3 separate regions of the Ovis aries genome follow, and regions 2 and 3 are each linked to region 1. The links are chromatin contacts, called in public Hi-C maps. All regions are on one chromosome and are shown on one strand. The core of a region is the stretch at or near the end of the contact, and the rest is flanking DNA. Distances in the headings are between cores, read along the strand shown. Region 1 has its middle 17 kb from the start of CHD2. Region 2 has its middle 34 kb from the start of TRNAG-CCC. Region 3 has its middle 53 kb from the start of TRNAG-CCC.

Region 1 (5,095 bases), core at 738-3,237:
TACGTAAATCTGCCCAACACTATTTTTACGTAGATCTTCACCTCCACAGCAACACACGACCTACCGCAGGACGAAGACAAATATATTCTAAAATACACAAAGGTTTGTGCATTTGTGGTTTGTTCTTCAAATCACTAAACTTAAATTCCCTCTCAGACAATGTTTCAAATTTCTAGATTGTACAGGGGACTCTACAAATTTTTAAAACAACATAATACACTATTAAAATACTGTTCCATTTTGAGCATAACTGGATTTTTATGCATGCAACAAATATGGCTCCTCTTCATCGCCCATTACCGAGCAATCCTACTTCAATATTTACACTACAAGAAAGTAACTTCACAAAGGGATTTGGTGTCTGAATATTCCTTTGCAAAAGTTTTGTCGACCACAGCTTGTGAGGATATATATCATTTTTTAAAATAATCAAACGACGAACTTAAACTTTCAAAAGTCTAGGAACTGACCCAAGTATCTCCTAACATTCAGGTGTGGTATAACGGCTCCTTATGACCTTTTTAAAAGTACCCCAACAGTAGATTTAATCATTGTTCAAACAACAGAATGTCAAACAATCTTGGCGTAATTACTCAGTAAAATAAACTACCTTAATCAAACGTCATCGTCTAGCACCGTAATTTTAATCTATTTCCATTAATCAGCCCTGACGACATAGTAAACTTGGCTTCTTAATTTTTGAAATACCAGAAGCACTCCTCCAACTTGCATTTTTAAAAAGACAACCTTAACGTCTATAAAGGGTTGAACAAGCAGCAACTACCTTTTCATCTGTAACACTGCAGCCGTTTTCAAAATCGGCTTGGAAAGAGTTAAAAGCCAACACCCAAAAGGAAAAAAAAAAAAACACAAGTTTTTATTTTTTGTTGAAACGTAGTCAGGGTTCCATTGTTCTTTTAAATTCGACCACGAAGATGTGTTCCCACCTCACGGGAAAGGGGTTAAAAAAAAACTCCCCAGTTGGAAGGACATGAAAAGGGGATTCTTTTTTCCTTACCCTAAATATCAAAATAACTCACCAGGACAGACGGGGGCTCTCCTCGCACGGTCGCCGCCGCCGCCCCTTTCCCCGCGGGGCCGGTCCGGGCAGCGAGCAGGCCCCCCGCCCGCCGCGGGGTCTGCAGCGGGGGCCCGCGCCCCCAGCCCCCGGCCCCGCGGCGCTTCCCGCCCGGAGAGCCAGCGAGCGGCGCCGCCGGGGGAGAGCCGGCCCGCGAGGCCCTGCCCGCCGCCCCCTCCTGCTCGCGAGCTCAAGGACATTTTGCTTTTCCTCCCAAGGACAAAGGACAATAAAAGGAGCCGGGGAGCCACTCACCGGGTCCGAACGCCGCGGCCGACCCCTCCTGGTCGCCTGCACCCGACTCCCGCGCCAGGGCGCCCGCCCGAGCCTCCCGCCCGTACGGGTCGGGCCGCCGGGGCCCCGGGGAGCCTCGGCGGCCGCTGCCGCAGCGACGCTCTCCGCGTCGTGGGCCCGGCCGCCCCGGGCGCCTCTGCCGCGGGCTCCCAGCCCGGCGCGCGGCCCGCCTCGCCCCCCAGCCACAGCCGCTTTGCTCCCGCGGGTCTGCGGGCCGCCCGGGAGGAGGTCCTCGCCGGCCGGCGGGCTCCGCGGCCGCGGCGGAACGCCTGACAGCTCGGGGTGCTGCTGCCTCTCCGGCCATCTTGTGCCGTGTGTGTGTGGTGTCTCTCTCCCGTCTCCTCTCTCGGCTCTACTCCCTCCTCCTCCTCCCCCCCGCCCCACACACCACACAACATGGCCTCTTCGCTGCGGCGGCGGCTGCTGCGGCGGCGGCAGCAGCTCCGCCGCGTTCCTGCCCGCTCCCCTCCCCCATTCTCCCCGCCTCCCGCCCGCAGCCCCAGGTAAGCAGTACGCATGCGCGCCACCGCCCGCCCGTCGCGGCCATTGGCTCCTCGAGCTTCCTGCCACCCCCTTCCCGGGGAGAGGCCTCACGCACGCTCGCAGGCGTCTTCCTCCCGCCTAACAACAACCACTTGGAAACTATTGGCTAATTCTGACCCCACCCCTTCAGCTGCCTCCCCTTGGATAGGCTGGCCTTAATGCCACTCACCTTCTGTAGGTGTCTCGGGTTTTCTTGAGGGGTCCCAGCCAGCGATTGGCTGACGATGGAACATTTGGTTTGGAGCTGGTTTGTTGGTTTGCGCCCCGCAGTGCGGACCCCTTGGAGAAGGCTAGGGGGGTCCCAGGCGCGGAATAGGCTAGGCCAGTATTATTAGTACAGTGTCCTAGAGATGGGGACTTCGCCCTTGGAAAAAACTTGGAATTCGGTGTTTTTGACTTCAGATTTTTGTCTTTTTTTTTTTAATTTAAAAAAAAAGGAAAATGACTGACAGGATGACGGGCAAACAAGATGCAGGTTCATAGCCCTTGGGCAACAGCCATTTCTCCTCAACTGTAGAACTCAAGATTTGTCTTCTAAACAACCCAGCGTTCCCTAAAGGTCAAAGAATTAGAGCCAAGTGATTTTTCAACCAGCACATCCCCCTAGCCAAGCATCCTAATTGAGATGCCACTTATTTGAGAGTTTGTAAGCTTCTTGTTGACCGTTTATGAAAGTGTATTATTATGCACATTGTCCCTCGGCCTTGTGAATCAGTATCTCTTAATTCTGGCTGGACCAGATTCCACCCTTCAGGGAGTGTTTGTTAAAGCGATAGTTTGAAGCTGAACAGTCACGGTCTACCTGCCAACCACCTTCTCCCAGAACACAGGCAAAACAAGCTTCACTTCCTTTAAGTAAATCTTTCCCCGCCCCCCTCTCCCCTTACTTCTTCCTACTTAAATCCGGAAGCAACTCTTGGCAGACCGAGGAATAACTGAAAACCTAAACTTTCCTGAAATGGATGGGAAAAGGAAAAGTAGTGGCTCTCTCCCAATGCCAGCATTTTAGAAGTCTTGCTCCTTTTGGCAAGGAACCTGGGAAAAAGGGAAGGAACACTAGCCGCTCTTAGTCTTAACGGATTTATTTGAGGGAAGGAGTCTTGGGGAAAGGTGGGCAACTCTGAAATTCTCTTAAGACCCTGTGTTCTTTTCTTGAATTAGAATCAGAAAATGTGAAATATTCATGAGGCCTAGGAACTAGGTCTGGCCCCTTCTTTTCAAAACAATACAGTTGTTAGTTCATTAAGTACATCAGCTACTTAGGACAGAACTAGGGCTAGAACTCAAATCTCCTAACTTTATATAGATCTTAGGGTTCCTTCTGTGCAAACTGGCCATTCTCCTTAACAGTGTAATTGGAGCTCTAAGTGAACACAAAAGGAATGCTTCTTTAACTGAAATTCAGCTTTTCTCCATTTAATTTCCAAGAGATATTCCTTTACACAATCTAACTTTGAACATTGTAGACCTACTGCAGGCTGTGTTCTCTAAAATAGCCCCACCCTGAACTTTTTGTCTTCCTCCTTCCTGATTTGTCCTTGTGTGTTCTTTGTTCATCTCCCAACCTTTTCCCTCCTAGCCCTACCTGAAATCCATCTTTGATTCTGCTTGTCCTGGTTCATCACGGAGTACTTCTCTGCCAGCAAAACTGGCCTGAACAGGTCCTTATTAAAAATAGGTATGACTGAAAAACATTGAGTAAGCTATGCACCAGGCATTGTTCTAAGCCCTCATTGGAGGTTGATTTAGGTGATCACACAGCACCCCTATGAGAGGCTGTTATTATCACTGTGTATTATCTCTGTTAGGAAACTGAGACGCAAGGAGTTTAACTTGCTCAGGTCCACACTGCTAAGAAATATTAGAATCAGCATTGAGCCCAGTAGTCTGACTCCAGACCCATTCCCTTTTGCCTCTCCCAGCTTTTGGCCAAGACTGCCCCCTTGCCAGATGGGTTCAGTTGGATCTCCCATTGTGGGAACTGTCTGATTTGCCAGGTGCTCTCTCCCCTACTTCATTGAAGGGTTGCACCTTCAGAATCAGGCGTCCCTCCAATTGGGAGATGTCAGATCCATTTTAACTTAATCCCCAGACCTGGTCCCCATCCTCCACCCTACTGCTATTAATCGCCTGGCATGCTACCTGGGAACTCTAGCTCTCTAGTTCTGGTTTTGTTCGTTTGTTTTGTTTTTGGCTGTGCTGGGTCTTCATTGCTATGTGTGGGCTTTCTGTAGTTGCAGCAACCAGGAACTACTCTCCGGTTGCAGTGCTCAGAGCTTCTCATTGTGGTTACTTCTCCTGTTGCAGTGAACACCACTTTAGGCACATGGGCTTAAGTAGTCGTGGCACCTGGGCTTTAGTTGCTTGCCAGTGTAGGAGACGTAAGAGACTCCGGTTCAATCCCTGGGTCGTAAAGATACCCTGGAGGAGGACATGGTAACCCACTCCCATATTCTTGCCTGGAGAATCCCATGAACGGAGGAGCCTGGTCGGCCACAGTCCATAGGTTTGCAAAGAGTCAGACGCGACTGAAGCGACTTAGCATGCACACACACCTTAGTTGCTCCACGGCGTGTGGAATCTTCCAGAAGCAGGATTGGAACCCTATGTTGGTAGGCAGATTCATAACGACTGGAGCACCAGGGAAGTCCCTCTAGCTCTCCTGTTTTACTCCTTGTTCAATTGTGGATCCTCACGGTTCAATTGTGGAGTGACTTTCTTTTTAAGAAGATACATCTTGGGTGGCTTATAGCTTTCTTCTTCCAAGTTTACATTCCATACAACGTCTTCTTCAGAGAAGGCCCTTATCTACCCAATGGAAATGTTTTCCCTATCACCTCACATATGACAGTCATGATTTCTTTTGCTATATCAACACTGTGCCTTTAGCTATCCTCTTTAAAGCTAGACTGATGATGATGGTTTAGTTGCTAAGTTGTGTCCGACCCTTCGCAACCCCATGGACTGTAGCCTGCCAGGCTCCTCTGTCCATGGGATTCTTCCAGGCAAAAATACTGGAGTGGGTTGCCATTTCCTTCTCCAGGGGATCTTCCAACCCAGGAATCGAACCTGTGTCTCCAGCATTGGCAGGCTGATTCTCTGTCACTAATTCAGTTCAGTTCCGTCGCTCAGTCGTGTCCGACTCTTTGCGACCCCATGAACTGCAGCATGCCAGGCCTC
Region 2 (5,095 bases), core at 1,521-4,020, 63 kb after region 1:
CACAGGAAAAAAGCTTGCTAAAAGGAAAAGAGGTTTCTGTATTGTTAATATTTGACAGTGAAAGGGTTCCTTTTAAATATTTAACTTAAGGTTAAATATCCATCTCTGACAGTTCTTAGACACATCTTCATATCAAAAGTAATACACAAAGCACAGCAATGTAACTCAAGTATACTTCAATTTTTTAAAAATTGAGAAAAATATACTAAGAATATATGATTTATAATTTAAAATTTAGAAAAGTGACGGTAAACGAAGTAAAGTAAGAGGGATCTCACCTCAGCTGGAATGCTGATGCAGTCATTTGAAGGGCCAAGATGAATCACCATGGACTCAACAATTTGGTGAGTCAAATATGTATCAATCCACCTTAAAAAGCTCAGATTCATTGTGAGCTGTATTCTACAGAAATATAGGAAGAGCTTTTTGTACAAAAGTACTCATGCCAGAGTTTTTTATAAGAGCAAAAAACGACAAATTTGGTGTTCAGTAGTAAGAGAAAGAAAGGCTGGGTGTTAATTGTGGTATATTGAACTGACAGTATATCATGCAGGCTCTAAAAATCACAAAGATTCTTACTTGACCTTAGAAAACATACACTACAAGTGGCTAATGGCTACCCACTGCAGTATTTTTGCCTGGAGAATCCCAGGGACAGAGAAGCCTGGAGGGCTACAGTCCACAGGGTCGAAAAGAGTCCAACACGTCTGAGTGACAAAATGCTAAACATCAGTTACAAACTAGGTGTAGTGCTCTTTTAGGACAACTAAAGACAAGCTGTTTAATAGTGGTTCTTCCTTGATAACGGCATTCTGAGTGATTTTTTTCTTTGTGTTCGTCTGTATTATTTATATTGTGTCAAACAAAATTTAAGTAATAGAAACTAAAAACGTATCTGAAAAAGTCAAGTGAAGAAGGTACCAAGGTGTACAAATATAATCCCCCCAAACAAACTTCTGTGCCTACAAGAACAAGTTATCTCTGAATTGCTAGGCTACAGGTTCTTTTAATTTCCTTTAAAAAAAAAATCAAATTTGCTATTATGAAATATTTAAAAATTTAAAATACATTTTCTCCTTTTAACAGGAAGGCAGTGCTAGTGAAATTCTGGAGGCAAACAACTGAAGGCCCAGGATGCAAATTCTTGTGCTCCTGAGTAACAGGGGCATTTGCAGAAAAAGTTGCCCAAGTTTGTGTCTGTAACTACAAAAGGAGAAAGAGGAGGCAGCCTCCTTTAGTTGAACAAAGGAAGGATTTGCTCTGAAGAATTTGCATTCTTTTCCCAGGCTCAGGGAAGGGCCGGTTCTAACCCCTCCAGGTAAAAAGATCCTTTAAAAACTTCTTCCAGCCCCTTCTGCCAAGTGATGGACAAGGCCGAAGTGACATCTCTGAAGGCGCCGTTACAAAACAGGAGTGGGTGAAGAGAGATTCTCTCAAATCTCTGGGTTTAAAAAAAAAACAAAATCCGCATTTAAGCCTTAAAATATACTAAGCTGTGTTTTAATCCCCCCACCCCCTTTTCCCGGCCCGACCCCATTATACTGTTTCTAGTCTATCACGTAACAGCAACGCAGTTTTGATCACAGCCCAAGTTTTTAAATCCCCACCAGACTGAGGAAACTGTTAGGGCATCTTCATAGAGAAATTAGTGTTCTTCTGCTTTGTCAGTGCACCAGGGCCCTTTTTACATTCAGAAAATTTTCTTTAAACTCCCAAACCTTTGGGAGACGAGTTCCATTATTTAAAAACAAAACCAGTCGCTTCAACTTGTCGACAGTCTCATAAATTAGCGAGAATCTGAACCTTAACTCTCAACAACGAGACTTATTTCAAAAACAAGGACTGACGTCTCTCCTTTATTCTAAATATACCACCACAAGCCGAATGGCAGTGTTAACTATTTTTACCCACACTTGGTCTGCTGCGTCAAACTCAAGTAAAACGAAACTGGATGAAGAAAGAAAACGGAGCCGAACCGTTGGCCACGCAGAGGTAGAAAGACTCCGTATTCCATTTCTAGATCCTTGGACAACTAAGGGGAAACTGCGGGCCTTTATGGAAAGGCCACCCAATGCTCGTTGATTTTGCTTTATTTCCTGCACCTTGTAATCTGCAACCATCCACACCAACATTTTTTATTTCTGAAAACACGTACAAGGTGACATGTAACAGAACTTCGAACTCTGCCACACACTGGCGACCCCAGAGCAGCTCCTGTGTGTACAAGTCAAACTCCCACCACGACTGGACAGGGTCGGGAATCTACTTAAAAGTCCAGATTATCTAGGGTTTTTTTTTTTTTTTTGCCTCCATCAGAAGGGAAGCGGTGCTAAGCCTCTCAACAAAGGCAGGAAACGGTAACCGAAAATGGTAGCAAAGAGAAGGCGTTTTGATTCAACTAGGACTCCCTGGCTCGATGTGCCGCACTTAATCAAAGGGCGAAAATGCCCGGAGAAAGGCGTTTCTGCCGTCCTTGTTGGCAGGGAGCGACAAACGAGGGGACAAATGGAAACGGGCCGCGAATGATAAGCTGGCCGGCGGGTTCATGAGAACGCGCGGCGGTGACTCTGGTCGAGCTGGCGCAGAGTGTGCGCTGGGCCCACGCCCCCGTCTACGTCCGGGCGGGCGACCACCCCAGACGCTCGAACGGAGGGACCAGGCACCATTTCGCCCACCCCACCCCGCGGACGCCGCCCTTTGCGGGACCCATGGTCTCAGGGTATCCCAGCGGACCCCACCCCCTGCCGCCGCCATCTTGCTGTTTGCCTCCCTCCCGGCCGGCCACGTGGCACTTTCTCTCAGCGGAAGCCGAGGCACCGCCCCAACTTCCGGCCAGACCGGTTCCAGCCGGCCGCGGCCCGCAGACGCGCGGCTGCCCCCTGGCGGCCGGTTGCGCGCCGCGCCGTGCCGCCCCGCCCGACCCGGCCCTCGCCATTCCCTTCCCGGCCCGTCGCACGTATGTGCGCCGCGGCGCGTCCCGGGGGCAGGGCTCCCGATGCGCCCGGCCCGGGGAGGGCCCGTCCCCAAGGGCTTTCGCGTGGGTCCCGGGCATCTTTACACGCAGTTTAAACTGTAAGCTGGTGCGGCCGCAGCCACGAGGTTTTGGCACGCGGTGTCCTGTGTTTCAGGACTTTGAAACCGGACCCTCCCCCCTCGCTTTTCCGAAGCGGCTTCTGCCCTCCGTCGGCGCACTGAGTCCCAGCGGGGTCCGCCCCGAGCGCGTGCACCGCCCCGCGGGCTCCCGGACGCGGGATGGGGAGCCACGTGCGGGCTCGGGCGCCCCGATTCCGGTGCTCCCGGCTGTCTTCACTTTAACCCCCCCCCCCCCCCGGCCCCAGGTTGCTTTCACGTTACGGTTCTTGAGCGTTTGTCTTGACAAAGGCTCCTGCATCTGCTGTATCTTAACCTGCTCAGCAGCCTTTGAGATGAGAATTGTATTAAAAAGAAAATAGAGAATTGAAGCCCAGGGAGAGTAATTTGGTCCAGAGGCAGAACCTGCGTTGTAAGCTGGGCCGTCTTAGTTCCCACTAAGCCTTTAGATGGTCAGATGGCTCTGAACAGTAGTATCTACAGCAACTGTGGGCTTAGCTGGAAAGGCAAATGTCTACCAGACCTGCTGAATTGGAAACCCCTAGAGGGTGGCGATCTATAATTAACAAGCACTTAGTGATTCCGAGGCACCCTAAAAGTACCTTCCCTCGTAGCCTTTTTAAGGGTAAGGAAAGAATCTGTGATTTTTAGTGCGAACTCCGTGCCAGGGTTAGGCATTTTCCTAGTTATGTGATGTATTCCTCCCCACGCCGTTTTACAGGAGACTGAACCAGCAAACTTCCCTTGTGTGTAAAATGTTGAACATTTGTGCAAAATGGTATAAGCTTACATGTGCTACTAGATTTGCTTGTACTTTGTATGCATAAAATATCCCTAGGAGGAGATCAAGAAGTTGTTGGTAGTGCCTTACATCCAAGGAAAGGAGGCGGTTTGCCAGAAGGACTGAGTTGGGAAGAGTTGTTGGGTTTTTTTTTTCTTCTGTAAGTCTTTGTAAATTTTGAATGTCTGCCACATTGCTTATGAAAAATTAATCAGTAGTTGATGTAAAAAAGAACTAGAAATTTTATTTGCGCCAACCTGAAGGTTACGACCTGGAAGACATTCAGAAAGCTGGAGGACTGTTCCACCTGTTAGAGGTCGGAGCACAGTTACGTAAGTTTTGAGGCAAAAGGATAATTTGTCAAATGACTATCGTTATTGACCGTTTGCAAGCTCTCAATCTATGTGTACAAAGTGAGTCGTGGGTCAGTATGGCCCTTTACCAGATTAAGAAAGATGGTTATCTCATAGGGAATTATGACCTTTCATGAGATGAAGAAGGAATGTTATCTTCTAAGGATGTCTGGTTAATGCAAGTGAACGTCATATACTGATACACTTCGAGGAGGAGGCCCAAGCGGGCAGAGGAAAAAAACTTACATTTAAATGTTCTTGTCTTGCTTTAAGGTATGAATTTTATTTCATCAATATGAATCTATATCTTACTCCAAAATAAATGGAAAATTGGTATTCAGAATAGTATTAGAGTGGAAATCAGTATCGGCATTCAGATCTGACTGAATTCCAGTGATCTATTGATGACACCTGCACTTTTAAACAAAATTCTGTATAAATTTGAGGTGGTGTTTTGTTATTAGTAATGAGGTATTAGTTAGAAATTTAGTTTCTATTTTTAACCTTTGAAAAATGACCGTGTGTAACTGGTCCATACATCCATGACACATTGGTGCATGAAATTGTTCTTATTTTGATTACTAATAACAGCTATACAATAACCATAAAACGGACCTAGACTCTGAGGAGTATTGATGTATCATTAATTGACAATTGCCAAGAGATTGGAGCTCTTTTAGTAGCAATGGCAAAGCGCTCTTATTCCCAAGACTAGTCACTGAGGAGAATTTTATCGGTATATTTTATCTATTAGGTTCCACTTACAATTAATTATGCATAAATAATGCTTTTTACTTTTTCGTGAATCTGTATGTAAACTATATGAAAAACATCCTGGGGTTGGAAGATTGATCCTTTATTCTGCTAGTGT
Region 3 (5,095 bases), core at 1,336-3,835, 44 kb after region 1:
GAGGGGCCGAGCCTCAGAGCTCGTAACTGGACTTGCTCCCTGAGCTTTCGAATCTTGGTGAGCAGTCGTGGAACACAAAGTGGCCAGGGAATGCAGGCTTTTCTCCAGCTGACTTTCCTAGTGTGGCAAGTGGTCCAGAGAAGGGGAGGTGCCCGTGGGGAGTGCTTTGTCCATGAAAGACCCCGCAAGCCCACGGCTCCTTCTAAGCTGAGGTTCCCTTTGCCCCTCACCACCAGCTCAGCTGCTCACCGCATGAGTCTGGGGTCAGGGTTTTTGAAAATGACTATCGACTGTGCCAAGTGTCCTTTCAGCCTGTGACCTAGACAGGAACCTCACATTGCCCTCACATGTCTGTGTGTAGAGTAGGGGAGAAGTGTGTGTCCAGGGCTCCTGCTGACTCGCCGTGTCTACACCTCAACGTGAACATGGACGTCGGTGCCACGGACGTCTGGCCTGTGCCCAGGATTTTTACAGGTATAAAGTGTTAGCGGAACTGCTACCTACAATAAACAGTTACCCCTGCAGAATGGTGGAGGGTGTCCATCCTGACATCTTTAGGGGGAGGGAAAAAAAAGATTTGAACATGTCAAGGAAAAGCTGCTGTCGACTGAGCAGGACAGAGGATGATGGGAAAGGAACTCTGGCCAAAGGGAATAAGCACATTCAGACTGAAAGGAAGGAAGCCTTGGCATCTGGGGCCTCAAGCCCAAGCAGACCTGCTTTCCTGGGGCTCGTCTAAAAACCAGCCTCTGGTCCCAAGTCAGCAAGCAGGAGCGAGGAGGCTGGAGGGCAGCGTGGGCCCGGCCCCTCTGGATGTGCCATTTCCCTCATCGTGCTTCTCACGGGTCCACCGTGGAGTCTGTGCAAAGACCGCCAGCCCCTCGCTGAGCCCTCTGAGGAACCAGCTGACTGCCTTTCACCAAGATCCCTCCTCCGGGCAAGCCAGTGACCGCTTCAGCTGCTCAGTGCTCCAGGAATCTGAGAGTGATTCGTTTCTTAAGGTTTCTGGGAAAGCATTTTACCCAAGCCCTTTGTGAACCAAGTTGGTGTATTTTTCCCTGAAAGCAGTCTCTCTCTGGGAGAGTCCGGCTGACCACTTCAGAGAGAGGCCTGGCCACTGGCTGGGGGAGCGGGGTCACACAACCAGTGCCCCCCACTCCCCAGCTGCCCAGGCCTGCCACGTGGGCGACACCGGCCAGGCAGGGCCCAACCTCCTCTAGAGCGACTTCGCTTCTGCAGTTTTAACTGAACTCAGGGGTGTCCATCTCAGGGGTGTCCGTGAGGCATGGAGGAGGAAGAGAGAGAGTCTGGGAGGAAGGGCTGAGAAGTCACCCACACCCTCCAGGTTGGCCTTAGAGCCAGGCCCTTAGGGACCATGCCTGTCACTTGTGGGTGTCCTTTGGTGCTCTTTGCGTCTTTGAATAAAGTCTGAAACGCTGTGACCCTTTTTCCCCCTCTTGTCAATAAGACATGAAACAAACAAAAATACCAGTCTCTTTCTCTCTCTTCATTCACACTCATACACACACCCGATTGGTTCTGTTTCTCTAGAGAATGCTGACTAATACAACCTGGCTCTCTTGTATCAATCCAAAACATGAGCTTCTTGACCAGCAGTTTCTGACCTGGATTCATGTAAATTCAGGGATTTACATGGGATTTTCATGTAAAATATTTCCTGTGCTACTTCTTAATAGTAGACAGTGTGCCCTGATACACAACATTGACATAGTGGCTGAAAAACCTCATAGCAAGGTGGCAGGTCTCAGTGGTTTTTGGAGGAGGTCGTGAACAAGAACCAATGAACATGGCTCATCAGTAATCTGTTGCAAAGATGCTGTGCTCCTCAGTGCAGAAGTAAATCTTTCATTCCTGGAGAATGTGAATCAAGTGAAACAGGGTTCTGTCAGTTTATAAAACTTAATTACATTTTTAACTCCATACATTGTCCAGTAAAGGCATCTGAAAATACTTAACTTCCAGGGTGAATCAACAGTAAATTAATTGCAAGAAGGTACCAGCTTCCCTGGTGGCTCAGATGGTAAAGAATCTGCCTGCAATGCAGGAGATTCGGGTTCGATCCCTGAGTCAGGAAGATCCCCCGGATGAAGGAAATGGCAACCCACTCCAGCATTCTTGCCTGGCGAATCCCATGGACGGAGGAACCTGGCAGGCCACAGTCCATGGCGCCTGTAGAGTTGGATGCCACTGAGCGATGAACACACACACACACAAACCACATATAATGTGCTCAGAAATTATCTACATTTTAATTAATCTCTGAACTGTGGAGATTTTTGTGTCAGTTCAGCATCAAATTTGCTCAGCAAACCCCAGGTTAATTCTAAACTTTCAGCATAAGAACATCCCCCAAAGAAGAGAAAATCGAGTGGGGAGAAAAATCAGTCCAGTGGCTTAAGTTTTTCAGCCTTGGGGAGTTAAGAAAAACACTTCAGCATGAGGACAAAAGCTCCCTTGTTTAAGCGCTTCCCCAGCTGCACTTCAACTAAATATATCCCAGCAGAGTGTTTTCATTTCCCCACCCTCTCCTGGAGCCAGTCACATGGTGAGAAACAGCTCGAGGCCCCCAGGACTGACGCTGCAGAGGCAGTGCCTTGGTTACCGCTAGGACTTCCTCCCAGCACGGCCCCCTTGCCCGCCCCCTCTTCCCCGGAGGCCACGGGGTAGGCAGGGGGGTGGGGGGAAGGAGCCCAGGGTGGAGAGGAGGCCTGCAGGGGTTAACTCAGCGGCCTGTCTGGAATTCAGGCACCACCTGGGCTGACAGCATGAATGACTCATTGTTTCCCCTCTGAACAGGCTGAGGAGTGCTTCCTTCTCGGTGTCAATAACTGAGGCAGAGTGAAATGGTTTTTTCGCCCCCCTTTCCCCCTAACCCGTTTTCTAAAACTGAGCGTAGAACTGGAAATGTGCAGCAACGGTAGCCAAGGTTACTGCTTTGAGTTTGTCTTCAGGGGTCAAAGGATGTAAATTTACTGTCCACAAACAGAAAGGGGCCCAGAGCCAGGGGTCCTCTGACTTACAGCTTGTGTGACAGTCTTACAAAATGAAGCAAACTTAGTTTAAACTTCTAGCCTGCCTAAGCCTGTGGCCTGTGTGTTAGATCTTACATTACCCGTGATTTGTATATATGGAAATTCTGACCGATCCTTTCCTGTGGCGAAATTTAAGACTTGTAGTCTTCCACTCCTGGTTCTAGAAAAGGGTAGAATTCATCACACCTCACCTCACATTTTCATGTACGGAGCCCCTCCTTGATGTCTGTGAGTTTTCTCCTTGGGAAACTGGGTCAGTAGATTTTCCTGGGCTGTGGGATCTTCTGCCTTCATGAGACATCTCAGTCCAAAAGCTTGAGAGACAGACCACACATTTAAGGCGAAAGAAACACAAGTTTGATCCCTTGGTTGGGAAGATGCCCTGAAGGAAGAAATGGCAACACAGTTAAGTATTCTTGCCTGGGAAATCCCATGGACAGAGGAGCCTGGTGGGCTACAGTCCATGGGGTCGCAGACTCAGACACGATCGAACACACACACATCACTCGTCCCCGCAAGTGTGTCATAGGTAACAAGTTCTGAACTCTTGTTGCTTTGGCCTCTTTCTTCTACTTAACTACATTCTTGAGTGTTTAAAGGAAACTATTCAAACATGGAACATGTGGAAAAAAAAAAAAAAAGAAACAAATGCAGAAAGGACAGGAGAGAAGTCCTGTGTAGACTCACGACTGGGTTCTGACTCGAACTGGGAGGTGAACATGCAGCAGAGTGTTTTCCTCATCAAATAAAGGAACAGTCCCGAATAGATTTAAAGTCATGGACCAAAGTATTTGCAATACCCTTTTTTTGAAGCAAACGAAAACGTGCAAAGATTAAGTATTTAAGTATTCTCTGTTTTTGTAGATAAGACACAACTATTGCAGCTTGCTTAGAGAAATGGCAGTAATCAAGGCTTCAGTTTCTCACAAGTAAATGTAGTTCTCTGAATGAGTCTGTTTAATATCACATACAATTGATCTATTTACCAATAAGCTTCCTTCCCTACTAGAGGTTGTGTGGTCCTTGAATGTGCGTCTGTGCTAAGTCGCTTCAGTCATATCCAACTCTTTGTGACGCTATGGACTGTAGCCCACCACGACCCTCTGGAGTGGCTGTCATTTCCTCTGCCAGGGGAGCTTCCTGACTCAGGGATCAAACCCATATGTCTTGTATCTTCTGGACTGGCAGACCGGTTCTTCACCACTAGTACCACCTGGGAAGCCCTTGTGTTCTTGTACCAACACCTGTGCATCTGTGTGTTAGCCACTCAGCCATGTCTGACTCTTGGCAGTCCCAAGCACTGCAGCCGACCAGGCTCCTCTGTCCATGGGTGGGATTTCCCAGGCAAGAATACTGGCGTGGATAGCCATTCCCTTCTCCAGGGGATCTTCTTGACCTAGAGATAGAACCTGGGTCTCCTGCGTGGCAGGCAGATTCTTTACCTTCTGAGCCACCAAGGAAGAGTCACCAGTCTCATTTCAACAGAGACTGGAATTTAAACTTGGGGACAGCTTCTAAGCTCTGAGAGAGGAGACATCTCCATTTTCTCATTGGTACAGCCATCTTCTGAACCCTACTGAGTCTCTTCGTGAAAACACTGGCCTCAGGACTCTAACTTGATTTTTTTAAGTCCTTTCTAGTGGGTGGTGGGGTCATCGTTTTTTCTCAAGTGCAAAAGAAAAGCAATTTGCATAATTTTTTCTCCTCCTGCATAGAACTCTTTAGCATGAGTTTAATAGATCTAAAATTACCTGATGTACCTTTCCCTTGAGAACTTCACTGTATTTCCGTGACTTGTTTGTAAGTGTGCCTAAAAGGAAAACTGACGGCGGGGGGTAAGGGGGACGTTTAAAGGCAGAGTATGTCAGAGGAGGTTTTACAATTAGCTGAGGAAAGAAGAGAACCACAAAGTAAGGGAGAAAGGGAAAGATACACCCAACGGAGTGCAGAGTTCCAGAGAATAGCAAGTGAAATAAAAAGGCCTTCTTAAATGAACAATGCAAAGAAAGAGAGGAAAACAACAGAATGGGAAAGACTACAGA

Evidence for each region. Hi-C and Micro-C count contacts between places; a contact is called where the count stands out from the background.
Region 2: a Hi-C map of hypothalamus shows a contact between it and region 1, with 6 times the contacts expected there. The contact joins two enhancer-like sites. A contact is called at or near these places in 8 of 16 Hi-C or Micro-C datasets (blood, hypothalamus, liver and 4 more).
Region 3: a Hi-C map of hypothalamus shows a contact between it and region 1, with 2.8 times the contacts expected there. The contact joins two enhancer-like sites. A contact is called at or near these places in 8 of 16 Hi-C or Micro-C datasets (blood, hypothalamus, liver and 4 more).

What each region holds. Positions count from the first base shown.
Region 1 is chr18:13,578,559-13,583,653 of ARS-UI_Ramb_v3.0, forward strand. No RefSeq gene overlaps it. Among named protein-coding and RNA genes, the nearest start is that of CHD2, 17 kb to the left of the region's middle. Within about 2 kb of position 1,988, at least 51 of the 54 cell types and tissues checked have an H3K27ac peak or open chromatin away from gene starts, as enhancers often do. A contact at or near this core is called in hypothalamus, liver, muscle and 1 more, where this site is marked.
Region 2 is chr18:13,640,846-13,645,940 of ARS-UI_Ramb_v3.0, forward strand. No RefSeq gene overlaps it. Among named protein-coding and RNA genes, the nearest start is that of TRNAG-CCC, 34 kb to the right of the region's middle. Within about 2 kb of position 2,771, at least 49 of the 54 cell types and tissues checked have an H3K27ac peak or open chromatin away from gene starts, as enhancers often do. A contact at or near this core is called in hypothalamus, liver, muscle and 1 more, where this site is marked.
Region 3 is chr18:13,621,951-13,627,045 of ARS-UI_Ramb_v3.0, forward strand. No RefSeq gene overlaps it. Among named protein-coding and RNA genes, the nearest start is that of TRNAG-CCC, 53 kb to the right of the region's middle. Within about 2 kb of position 2,586, at least 43 of the 54 cell types and tissues checked have an H3K27ac peak or open chromatin away from gene starts, as enhancers often do. A contact at or near this core is called in hypothalamus and liver, where this site is marked.